Regions from separate parts of the Sus scrofa genome. Here all the other regions are linked to region 3. The links are chromatin contacts, called in public Hi-C and HiChIP or PLAC-seq maps. All regions are on one chromosome and are shown on one strand. The core of a region is the stretch at or near the end of the contact, and the rest is flanking DNA. Distances in the headings are between cores, read along the strand shown. Region 1 overlaps COLEC12 (collectin-12). Region 2 overlaps COLEC12 (collectin-12). Region 3 overlaps COLEC12 (collectin-12).

Region 1 (4,233 bases), core at 1,284-3,783, 110 kb after region 3:
GCTGTGGGTGTGAATCATGACCTTTTAGAGTTTCTGATTTCTTATCTGTAAAATGACAATAATAATGCCACTCTTCAAGGTGACTGGGATGAGCAAAAATGATGTAACTGAGCCACCTGTCCTAAGGTTGGTCCCTCTGTTCCTTGCTTCTTCATAACTGCATTTGTATACTCTTGCCATGAGAATGGCACAACCATGTTAAAAATACTCAGGATAGTCAAGGCTTATTAAGTCTACTTCTATGACTGTGGAAAACTGTGTGCATTTTGTAGTGTGTTGACTGATAAACTTGAGCAGTGGAAATTTGGAAAATTAACAAGTCATTTTATCCAGTTGTGATGAGTTAATCTCACCTAGGATTAACAGAGCAAGTGTTAAGAAAGGCTATTAAATCATGGCAAGGGCTGGACAGAGGGGAGAAGGGGTGAGAACTTAGGGAAAGCTGGGTATTTTATGTCCCAGGTAATTCAGCCTGGCTGTCTTCCTCTGCTGGGTTCTTGAGGTTATTATTCACGTCTCCATGACTTTTCCTGGTGAACTCAGATAAAGGAGACTTTGGAAATCAACGGCCATTGAATAGGTATCTTTAGGGCTTGGCACTGTGTGAAATCATGAAAGTAAACAGAGATGAGAAATGTTTGAATAAATGCCTCTGTGTGGTATTTTGAGAAGAAATAAGATCTAGTATCTTTATGCCTTCAGAATTATATAAAAAGATCCAAAAGAAGGGGCTTTCTTGTTTGTTTGTTTTTAAAGTAGAAATATTTCCTCCTTTTTTTTTTTTAATCTCTTTTTTTAGGACTGCACCCATGGCATATGGAAGTTCCCAGGCTAGAGGTCGAATTGGAGCTGCAGCTGCCAGCCTACACCACAGCCACAGCGACACGGGATCCAAGCCACATCTGTGGCCTACATCACAGCTCATGGTAACGCTGATCCTTAACCCACTGAGTGAGGCCAGATTTCCTCATGGATACTTGTTGGGCTCATTACCACTGAGCCACAATGAGAACTCCATTTTTATGACATCAGAAAGCCCTTCTCAGCATTGGCATGTTTGCACAGGCTGGTTCATTCTCCTGGAACACCTTCTCCCTGCTCTCCACCTTTCTCTTTGTGAATTTTTCTCCCTTTCTGTCTTGCTTAGACATAGGTCCTGCAAGAAGCCTCTGAAAGCTGAGTTAGGTGCCCTCCTGCTGGTCCCTGTGGCATCCTTTTTTGCTCTTAGCCCCTATCACACTGTATCATTATGGCCAGTGGGTCTCTTTCACAACCCAAACCCAAAGCTCCACAAAGACCATAGACTATCTTTTTTATTTGTATCTCCCACTAGCACCCTGCCTGATGGTCCTTAATAGGTACCCAATAAAGTTTACTGAATAAATTAATGAGAAGAAAGATGGATGGATGGATGGATGGATGGATGGTGAATTGTAGATTAGGGCTGACTTCTGTAAAAGCAATAAACTGAAGCCCAAGGACCTCTAAGCCAATTGCTGCAACTCAGAACACTGCCTAGGAGCTAAAATTCTGAAGATCACTTGGCTTCCTCTTCATCTCACTAGGATGAAGGGGGAGGAGGTTGAGGGGGGAAGAGATTGAGAGAGTGAGACAAGTTGGAGACAAGATGATATTCTTGCCCCTTTTTCTCTCCTTCAAGATTCCCATTCCTCAGGCCTCTACTGACAAAAATAAGATAATACAACATGCAATTTTGGTCTTCAAACACAGCCTTAATGAACTAAAATGTTGACATTTTCCAGATGTGTTTTCTCTTTACTTGAATGATGATTCCTCTTTCTTGCTGATAAGATTCTGGTGACCCAGCATGGTAAGAGGTAGAAAGATAAGTTCTCCCTTCACACATCTCCTTTTGAAGTCTGGAGAAACTCTCTCCACTTTAAAAAAGAAAGGAAGGAAGGGAGGGAGGGAAAGAAAGCAAGAGAGAAAGACAGGAAGGAAGGAAAATATTCAGTGGAAGAAGAGGTTTCTCTGAAGGAGAAGTTGGAAGGAAATAAAATAGAAACTCCTTTATTCATCAAAGTTAAACTCAATGGCGTTTTCCTCAAAACTGTCCTTTACTTCTCCTTTCATGTCACTTATGCAACTACAAGTTAGTATATAACTTAAGTTCCTTGCAGAGAATTTGCTGAACAAGTCGGAGGATTGCTGAGTCACCCAAACCAGTCAGGACACTGGCTGTGACCGTGAGGCATGCCAGCCCCTTGACAGAAAGCACATTCTTGGACAGTTACAGCTTGGTGCACCCTCTGCACTGTGCTTTTCATTAGAAGGCAATGGAGCTTCCATGGTAGAAGCCACCTCCTGAATTCAGTGGGTCATTTTTCCCCCAGAACATTCCCTGAACAGGAAAATCCTACTCTGTGGTCCTGCCCAGCAGGCATCCACCTTAAGGTAATTAGGATAAAGAAGAAAGACAGACATCTGACTCTTTCTCATTCGGAACCTCCTCTGAGGCAACAGTCCTAGTCATAGGTGTCTGCCTTGCTGCTTAGCTCTGCCAAAGTGGCCATTACAGCTGGGCAAGTAGGCTTTCAGATGTGCATCAGAGCACAGTCACTGTTGTGAGAATCCAGGATAACACCCTATAACCAGATCTTCTGTATTTTTGTAAGGAAACCTGAAATAGTGTTCAAGGTAGAAATGTCTTTATTGCATTCTAAGGGAGCGTAACTGATATTACCAGGAAGTCCCAAATACCAATGAGGGAGGTTTGTTTCCCACAATCAGACTGGTACAGACCCTCGTGAGCACCAGGCAGGAGTTCTGCTCTCGTTCCCTGTCCCCAGGGCCTGGGCTGTGAGCTGTGTCTCTTGTATCCTTTGTGTCAAGCCCTGGGCCACAAACATGACAGATAATTGGTAAACATCTGAGGATGGTGACTGTAAAGGGAAGATAAAGAAGATATAATCCTTCCCCCCAAGGGACTTTTCTTGAAAGAAATCATATTTAGGAAAAAAATACTTGATGAGAGGCCATGTGGAATTATAAAACAAGTAGGTTTTAGAGTGAGATCTCTCTCCTGACCTGGTATCCCACTTAGTCACTTAGAAGCTGTGTGACTGTGGGAAGGTTACTGAACATCTCTGAGCCTCAGTTTTTTTTTTCATCTGTAAAATAAAAGTTGTAAGGATTAACTGCAGTGAGGATGTGCTGCACCTTGCAAAGAGTAGGCATTCAATCAATAGAAGTTTTTGTTGTTGTTTTTGTTTTTTGCCATTCTGATTAAAAGCCCTATTGGTGTGGAGTCAGCTCATGAGAGAAGGCTTGGCATGATGGGCCAGTGAGATTTGGAGTAGACTTGAAAGGATGGGTGGAATCAAGAAGAAGAAAGAAGAGGTTAGTGGCCCAGGCCAGGGGATGATACCAAAGTGTTTTTATAGAAAAGGTATTATTGTCAGATTATCCTAGAGAAGTGGGCTTCAGGTACTTGAAGTGGGGTGAGGAGCAACACTCCAGCTATAACACCTAAAACATCGATGTTTTGAAGGAAAAAAATCTGTCAAGGAACACTTTACAAGAATGGGGAGCTTGTGACAAAAGACTGCTAATGACCCTTCTATGTCACATGCTTGTTTTCCTCATAGGAGAACAAGTCTGTAAACTGAGGTCTCCTCCAAAGACAGGGAGTTTCTAGGGTCAGAGAAGATGGCTTTGCCACTATTTTCCTGACTGAAAATTTGTGCTAATGAGTTAAGAGGAAAAACAAAACAAAACAAAAACCCAAAAATGCTACATGCTATTATGGCAAGTGTTACTTCTGGCTCTCCATCAGTCTGGTGTTTTTACGCAGTAGCCAGCTGCCAGCTTTGCTAGCCTGAATATACCCAGATCCTATTTTTATACACTGACACTCACACCCCAGTGCAAGTTACTAGTTCACTGGCATTTGTGGGTGGGGCAAAGAGTTTCCTAGCATCAAAGAGAAACAACAGTTTTTTTAATGAATGTATTTATTCCTTTTACTCTATGCAAACCTGAATGATCTATCTGTGACAGTTCTGTGTTTTTAAAAAGTAAAATGGAAGAAAAATTAGAGAGGGTAGAAAATGACTGCCTGTCAGCATATTCAGAGGTTTCTTTGGTTTCCAGGAAAAAAGGGCAGGACTTAAGGTCCTGTGTGTGGTTTGAGGACAGACGGAGGCATGTGTTTTGATTTGAGGATCAAAAACTGAACCTATACTTGTAAACATCCCATATTATTTTTTTAAG
Region 2 (4,048 bases), core at 1,435-3,934, 85 kb after region 3:
CAGGAGTAAGTGAGCCTTTCTGCTTGTGAGAACTTTTTTCTCCTAAACGTAAGTCTAGTGTTGTGACAAAAGGGTTGAACAAGCCATCCAGCCCTTGTCTCCCAAACAGAAGGAGTTGTTGGAAGCATCCTACACATTTCTAGTGTCCCCCTCCACCCTCACCCAAGGGAATGCAGATTTCCTTCTGATGGTTGGGACGTCAGGTTTTCCAGGCCTCTGGTGGGAAGAAAGAACCAGAGGAAAAAGTTCAGCCGCTAAGAACGAAAAGGACGGCGGAGGAGGGCAGGCATGTGGGGAAGGAGGGAAAGCAAGGCAAGCACGGAGAAGGTGATGGTCTAAAAGTAAAAAGGACAAGGGGAAATCAGTTGGGAAGAAGCATCTGGTGTTGGAAAAGTGTTGAAAAAACAAATACGGTTCTCTTCATACACCTCCTGGCTCCCCACGTCCCCACAGGAAGCAGGACGGACTGCTCCGAGGAGGGAGCTGGTCATCTCTGACTTTACGTGAATTGCCAAGACCTCGCTCAGCGTGAGCTCCTGGTGGGCAGGGTGCCCTCCTTCTTTCTCCCTCATTGGCCACACCCTGCAGGACCCGATGTTGGTCTCCAGCCGAAGGACCTGCGGCTGTCACATCTGAGTGTTTTGGTTCCTAAAGCGGTGCCCTTGTGGTTTTTACACAGTTTCACGGGACTGGAAGAATCTTCTCTGAGCCCTGGCACCTGCCCTATGGCTGCTTTCCCTAACCAGAGGAGCGACTTAAAATAGCCAGCCGTCTGTCTGCTTTTGTGACAGTTTTTAATTCCCAGCTGGGGCAGGGAATCCATCTTCTGACATCCCATCAGCTTTGTGTGGCCAGGCTGCTGTGGAGGAGGGTGCTCTCCAGGAAGAGCGCCAGGCAGCCCACGCTCCCAGTCAACAGTGGAAAGTGTGTTGGCTCTGCTGGGATATTCCACTCCGAGGAGTTGCCGTAATGTTTTTAAAACATCTCTGTTGGGGCGGGCAGAGCAGCTATTCAGCTGGGAGCACCACAGGGCATCCCTGCTGGTCATCAGTGCCCTGCAGGGCATTTATTAAAGATGTGGAATATCACCCCTGGATATGATGTTGGGCTGCAGATGATCTTTGGCCATTACAGATTCTCCTTTGGCCGTGCTGGTATTTGGGATGTGGGGTGTTTTAAGGTCTGTATTATACCACATCCCTCTCACTGGGGAAGGGGTATAGGCCCCACCCACATTCCCCACCCCCACTCCCTGCCAGGCCGGAGCCCAGGAGTGAGGGCTTTGCTGTGCCAGCTGATGGTACCTCTGAATCCACGTCCATGGTTCTGCTCACCAGCTTCCCCCTCTTTCTTTGCAAGGCAAGGGCTCCAAGTGCAGGCTCTGAAGAAATGAAGGATTAAAGGTTTTTGAAATCAAAACTATGGAGTTCCCATTGTGACACAGCAGCTTAAGAACCTGACTAGTATCCATAAGGACGCAGATTTGATCCCTGGTCTCACTCAGTGGGTTGAGGATCTGGCATTGCCGTGAGCTGTGGTGTAGGTCACAGATGTAGCTCAGATCCTGCGTGGCTGTGGCTGTGGCTTAGGCCGGCAGCTGTAGCTCCTATTTGACACCTACCCTAGGAACTTCCATATGCTGTGGGTGCGGCCCTAAAAAGGAAGAAATTAAAACTAGGTCTTTAAAGCTGCCAATGGCTGAGGATTCCCTCTCCTCAAGCCTGGATCCCAAACCTAGCCCAACCCACAACTCCCCAATGCCATGGGAAGCTCATCACCTTGTACCACAAAGCCCTGCACTGTCAGTGGTCTTAAGCTTGGCTGCTGCAGAGCAAGCATAGCTGAAGGGAGGTGGCCTCTGTACCATCTGAAAACCTGCAGGATCCAGGGCATACGCTCATCACCTGGGATCTTCTAGTTTGCTGGAAGGTCTGGTTCTCACTTCTGTGGATTCTTTAGGAGTTGGGTCACAGGCTGGAATGATGGGCATCAGACCCCTCTGCCTCCCATGTGCAGAGTGTGCCATGTGCTCGTTGCTTTTTGCTATTGGGAAGCCATGGGTGTTGAAGCAGTTTCAGCCACTTGCTGTGCTTGCAGGAGACAGCCCAGCGTAGCCCTGGTCCTAGGGGCCCAGAATGTGACCCTTCGCTCCCTGTCACATTTTCAGTGTCAAGCCCAGCAAAGCCCTACCCTCCAGGCCACTATCAGGTCCCCTTCTCTCCCTTCCTTTCCTCCTTCTTTGGACTCCGCGAGGAATGACACATGCAGGGTGACCCTAGCGTCTCTCCTTCTTCCATTTCCTGCCTGCTTTGCAGGTTTCATTGGAAGGGGGTGCAGATTAAGTCACTTTTGAAAAAGCCCCCCCGGAGGGGCATTGCACTTCATTCATGTCGTGTGCATTTTGTAAAAGCCGTGTCTTAGGAGAGCCCTTGGAGGATATCAGGACTCGAGCCTATAGACATTTAAAGCATAATAATAACTGCATCCTAATGATAGCGGCCAGTGGTGCCTGGTGATGTGCTAGGCATGGCATTTGCCTCACTAACATCCTCCTAACAGCCCTGTGGACTGGGCTGCCAGGTCTCAGAGTTAAGCAGCTAGTAACGAAATGCTGGGCTCCACCCGAGTTCTTGCCGTTCCAAAGCCCGCACTCTCTTCTCCACAGCCTCGGGCCCGTGTCCGGCCTGGGTAGGATGGAAGCCCCAGGGGACAGAGAGCAAAGGAGGAACAAACATCTGCAGTTCACACTAGACAGTCCAGTCGTGGGTTTTTCTAAGGAAGCAAAACGATCTTTTGAAAGGAAACTCACGCAGTCTGTCAGCTTCTTGCCAACTCCCCTAGAGTACGCCCGGCCAAAAACAGCCAAACCTTGTTTGGGGTATGAAAGCAGCTGTTATAATAAACTCCTCTGCTCTACCTCTTTTTCCTGTTATGGTGGAATGACTGTTTAAAGTAAATGTCTCCCATACACGGATTTTCTGGGGTCATGAAAACATTTTTTAATTGGCCGGCTCTGTTACATTTTTGGGGGAAGTTAGGAAGTAAACAGAATGCCACATGCCATTCCAGATCCATGCAGCAGAAATGTCTCTGAATTCTGGAAACTTGATTCCCTCTCACCCACCTCCTTGGGCTGGAACCTTCTCGGGCTTTGAGCTTGTTCCAGAATGAATGGATTTCGGCCTCTCTTCTATCCCATGGAGGGAAATGAGTGTGCAGAACATAGAGTTAAGATCTGTTTGAATCCTAGTTCTGCCAGCTACTAATGAGCAACCTCAAGGTTACTTTGAGCTTCAGTCTCTTATATCTGTAAAATGGGTGTTATAAGAGTAGCTATTCATTAGGTTTGTCATGAAGTTAAAACAAGAATCAAAACCATAGCAAAGATTTACATAATTGTTATTGTACGTCCTGGGCTTTTCAGGTGTGCTCTGTGTCTTAACTCATTTTATCTTCCTAAAATCCTTTGAGGTGGGTAATGTGCTAGCCATATTCTAACCGTCAGGGGTACAGTAGTGAATACAAGTCATAAATGCTCTATTTGCATGAAACTTAATTCTTGTTCTTGTTGAGGGAGGCCAAAAGATAAGTAAATTACATAGTATGTTAAATGGTTATAAGTGCTCTAGAGAAAAACAAAACGAAGAAGAATGGGGAGAGTTGCAATTTTCAAAGAGTTGATTAGGGAAAGCCTCTCTAACAGGATGTATTTGAGAAAAGACCTGAAAAAAAAAAATGAGAGACAAAGAGCTCTAAGGGTATCCAAGAGTCAGAGTCGCAGGCAGAGGAAACAGCAAGTGCAAAGGCCCTGTGGCCATGTGTCTGGTGTGTTCAAGAGGCACCGAGGAGGCCAATGTGGCTGGAGTGGCAGGAGAGAGGTGCAGAGGAGATGAGGTCGGAGAGGGAATGTTTAGGGGGCAGGGGTGGTATAGGGCCTTGCAGGCCTCAGCTCTTTATCTCTGTGAGAAGCTACCAGAAGAACTTGATCAGGGGAGGGACATGATCGAGATGAGGCCAGATTGAAAGGACATTTCTGATTCGTTCACTA
Region 3 (3,974 bases), core at 116-2,615:
AGCAACTCAGGATCCTTAACCCACTGAGCGAGGCCAGGGGTGGAACCTGCGTCCTCATGGATGCTAGTCAGATTTGTTTCCGCTGAGCCAAGATGGGAACTCCAAGGAGGGGCTTTTTAACAGGTGGAACTTGGCTAGCATGGCCCAGGCCACTCGTAGGTCATCATCAGCTCCTAGGTCCTGACCTGCCACTTTTACGCAGAAGCCGAGACCTGCCTTTGGAAAGGTGGGCTGTGTGGTCAGGACCACGGTTCACTGGTGCCTGTAGGGAGAGCATAGGGCCGGCCTGGATAGTGCAGGCAGCCTCTCCTCCTCTCCCCCTCCCCAGCCCACCCTCACGGCTTCTCAGTTGTTTGGAGAAGGTTGCAAGGAGAAAGGAGAATTGCCCTAAATTACCAGAGATCTATGTCTGCTCAAACACGAGGCTTAATTCAGTAGCAGTTGACATGATCATTGCTTCCTTAACAGGAGAAATAAAAATACCTCCTCAGCGGGATGTTTCAAGGATCATTTAGGAAATTAGTACTAGAGTGTTTGGTCTTGTCTTGACAGAGTGTGTTGACAGCATTCTTAAAAATTTTACAAATAAGAAAACTTAGAACAGAAAAATAATTGCCTACGAACCTTTCCCAAAGATCATAAGTGAGCTGAACATTGTTCTCTTTTTCCAGCTTTGGGCTTGAGGGTTATTTCACATTCATAGTCCTCTGGTCTGGGTGCTTTACTGGTGGGATCCAGCCCATTCCTTTTGCCACAAGGAAGAGGCAGTGCCTCTGGTCAGCCATTTCTTTAGGCCGCCTGTGACATGTTTATGTAACTCAGAAGAATTTTAAAAGATAAATGTCCAATCCTGCAAACTTACTGTAACTTTTGAAAAACGATGCATATCCTGCCAGTAAGACAGGCCATCCCCTTAATCATACACTCAAAATGGTCAAGGATCCCATTTTTGTTGGCAGGGATGTTTCCAGATGCTGAATGAAGAAGGCTTGTTTTCCTTCCACTACCTCCCCCCACCCGGCCCGTCCTCCCCGCCCCGGGTGGAGTGCTGAGAAGAGCAGAAAGGGGGAAACAGCTGAGAAACGCTGCAACTGTAGGAACTAGATCCTCATAGACGGGTTTAGTTGGCTTCATTTGCACCTTATGTTAAGTAAATAAAGCCTGGACTTGGCGGGTGTCCATCAAACAAACTCCACCAAAGGATTCTACCGCCGATGCGAACAGTTCCCCCCCTCTCCTTCATTTCAGAGATGAGGAACTCTCATCCGCATAACTCGGTCCACGCTCTCTAAATAAGTGTGCGTTGCTTAAGGACCGTGCTTGACTCCATCAGCCTGAGCATGTGACATGGACATCTTTCAAGGCAGGGTTAAAAACATCTGCAGCCTAGAAAAATCAGCCGAGTTCCCCAGGGAGGGTGTTAAATCCAGAGTGTGCTGATCTGTTTCCTGTCTTTGTTATGATTTCTTCCCTGTAACTGAATATCCTTCGGCGCGCTAGGGACTGGGTACGCGGGCGCAGCTGTGTCAGCAGGCCAAGGACTGTTGGCTTACGGGGCTCTGCGCATTTCCACCACTAGCCCCCCTAATCCCAGGCAGGCCTAGTAATTTAAAGGGTAAGCCTCTCCTTGTCTGTGGATCAGCGGGCCTCGCTGAGCAGTCCCTGCTGTTAAATATAATCTAATTAAGGCTCATTAAGAGGACGAGCTGTCACCTCCCTGGGACTTGATCCTTGCCAAGAGAGCGCGCGCAGGGGACCCCAGCAAGCCGCCATCCTGACAAAATGCCCGTGAAGGCCACCAAAAAGCAGTGAAATATTTAAGCCCCCAAAGGCCTTTCCAGGCTCTCCCCGGGAAACGCCACAGGGCGTTGTGCATTACGCAGGCAGAGCTCTTGCTTACCACCTCTGGTGTATTTTTACTTTCTGGCTGGAAAGCTGATCTCGCCGTCCCAACAGCCTTTGATCCTCATGTGCGATCCTTCCAGAATCAAAATAGTGAGTTGCGAGGGGTGACCGCTGCCCACAGCCCAGTCAGAAGCTCCTCTTTGTCGGAAGCGAAAATGTGCCTCTTGGAAATCTTGAAAATTACGTAGTTTATTCTCCAAACAACTCCATCAGCTGCCAGTGGGTTTCCAGTAAGCTGTGAGGGCATCGAACCCAAAGTGGGTTTGTGACCTTCTTGAGCCTTGAGTGTGGGAAGGCTCCAGGGAAGCGTGGGGAACAGCTCATCAGTAACTTAGAAGTCGTTCTACTGGTTCTGGCCCTGAGGGGAGCCCTGCCAACCCTGAGTGTTTCTCCAGAGGAGGTTTCTGGGCTACTTTTCTCATCCTGTGCAAAATGATTCAGCTCTGTGGGCCTGGCTTGGTGCGCAAGCTGCTCACGGAACACAGTTGGTCCAAACCCCCAGTGCTTTCTGAGCAGCGAGGGGTTTGAGTTTTGCAGGAAGGTTGGAGATCTCAGCCGTGTGCCAGATGGAAGTCAGCGAAGCATCATGCCAGCCTCGTAGTTCTGCACTGAGAATTCCGGCTGAGTGTGTCCAGATCGCCTGCCAGATGTTCATGCTGAACCACCCACCTCTATGAGATGGGCCAGATGTGGGAGTCAGGTGATGTTGCTCAAACCTGTGGCTGTGTTCAATTCAGAAAAGTAGAAAAATGCTCCATATAATGGATTGCAAGACCCTCTTAAACCAATCAGGCTTCAGCCACAAGTTCTGTAATCCCACCTGAGGGCTGACGCACAAGTCTGATTTCACACCCTGCTTGGGTGTGCCTGATACACTTAAGTATTGTGTCACTTAAACTGCTATTTTTATGTTATCCCATCCCTGTGCTGTTCATTTCTATTTATCTTCCAGTGGGGCTTTCCTGCTGAGCTCCCACATCATCACGGAATGGGAAGCAGTGATTTCTGCTGGCTTACAAGCACGGGTCTGAACAGTAATGTGTGGTCTGTGATCACAAAAGGTGACTCTGCTGGTGGGGGAGGGGGTGCTTGGGCATCAGTAAGATCAGGACATCTGGGATCTTCAAAGATGCTTCCAGCCACTGTGTACCCTTCATCTCTTTGAAAATCAAACTCAAAATCTGACTATAGCAAGTCCTTTCTGGCCAACCTCAGTGGCTCAACTTTGATTTATTTGGGCATTTATCGAATACCTGTCATATGTAAGACTCTCTTTTAGATTCTGGGAGTAGAGTGGAGAACAAGATAGAGTACCTGTCCTCAGGTAGGTGGGGGGGCAATAGATAGTCAACTAATAAAAATAACTCAAATAGTGATAGGTGCTATGGAGAAAAACTGGGTCGGGGGACCAGGGTGTGGAGACGGTGAATGGTGTTCTAAATAAGATAGTCAAGAAAGCCTCTCGGAGCTCCCTTCATGGCTCAGTGAGTAACGAACCAAACTAGGATCCATGAGGCTGTGGCTTAAGGATCTGGCATTGCTGTGAGCTGTGGTGTAGGTCACAGACGAGGCTCAGATCTGCTGTTGCTGTGACTGTGGTGTAGGCCAGCAGCTGTAGCTCTGATTATACCCCTAGCCTGGGAACCTCCATATGCCTTGGGAGCAGCCCAAGAAAATGGTGAAAAGACAAAAAAAGAAGGAAAGAAAGAAAGAAAGAAAGAAAGAAAGAAAGAAAGAAAGAAAGAAAGGCCCCTCGGAGGAGGTGATGTTGGAACAATCAAGTGATGGATGCTGTGATTTGGGGGAAGAATTATAGCCTCAGGTGGAAACAGCCTGGAATGTACAACGAACAGTACTAAGCCAGATGTGGCTAGAGTAGAGTGAAGGGGAGGTGGAGGAGGTGAGGTTAAGAGATAGAGGGGCCTGGAATATGTTGAGACCTAGGGTCCATGGGGAGGAATTTGGAGTTTATGGAAAGCCTCTGTGGGATCAAGTAGAGAAGTAAGCTGGTCTGACTTACATATCCTCGTGTAAGCCATCTGACTCCTCCATGGAAGAGTGATTCTGAG

The links. A called contact is a pair of places that touch in the nucleus more often than the background predicts. HiChIP or PLAC-seq counts read pairs in DNA pulled down with a chosen protein or histone mark.
Region 1: a contact with region 3 is called in a Hi-C map of skeletal muscle, with 4 times the contacts expected there. The contact joins two enhancer-like sites. A contact is called at or near these places in 3 of 47 Hi-C or Micro-C datasets (embryonic fibroblasts, epiblast stem cells and skeletal muscle) and 2 of 2 datasets of contacts at active chromatin or transcription factors (alveolar macrophages and skeletal muscle).
Region 2: a contact with region 3 is called in an H3K27ac HiChIP or PLAC-seq map of skeletal muscle, with 2.8 times the contacts expected there. The contact joins two enhancer-like sites. A contact is called at or near these places in 2 of 47 Hi-C or Micro-C datasets (embryonic fibroblasts and heart right ventricle) and 2 of 2 datasets of contacts at active chromatin or transcription factors (alveolar macrophages and skeletal muscle).

The regions. Positions count from the first base shown.
Region 1 is chr6:105,961,043-105,965,275 of Sscrofa11.1, forward strand. All of the region lies in intron 3 of COLEC12 (collectin-12), which reads left to right. Among named protein-coding and RNA genes, the nearest start is that of THOC1, 76 kb to the right of the region's middle. Within about 2 kb of position 2,534, at least 5 of the 83 cell types and tissues checked have an H3K27ac peak or open chromatin away from gene starts, as enhancers often do. A contact at or near this core is called in skeletal muscle, where this site is marked.
Region 2 is chr6:105,938,442-105,942,489 of Sscrofa11.1, forward strand. The region is part of intron 2 of COLEC12 (collectin-12); the gene reads left to right. Among named protein-coding and RNA genes, the nearest start is that of THOC1, 99 kb to the right of the region's middle. Within about 2 kb of position 2,685, at least 18 of the 83 cell types and tissues checked have an H3K27ac peak or open chromatin away from gene starts, as enhancers often do. A contact at or near this core is called in skeletal muscle, where this site is marked.
Region 3 is chr6:105,854,311-105,858,284 of Sscrofa11.1, forward strand. All of the region lies in intron 2 of COLEC12 (collectin-12), which reads left to right. Among named protein-coding and RNA genes, the nearest start is that of COLEC12, 48 kb to the left of the region's middle. Within about 2 kb of position 1,366, at least 35 of the 83 cell types and tissues checked have an H3K27ac peak or open chromatin away from gene starts, as enhancers often do. A contact at or near this core is called in skeletal muscle, where this site is marked.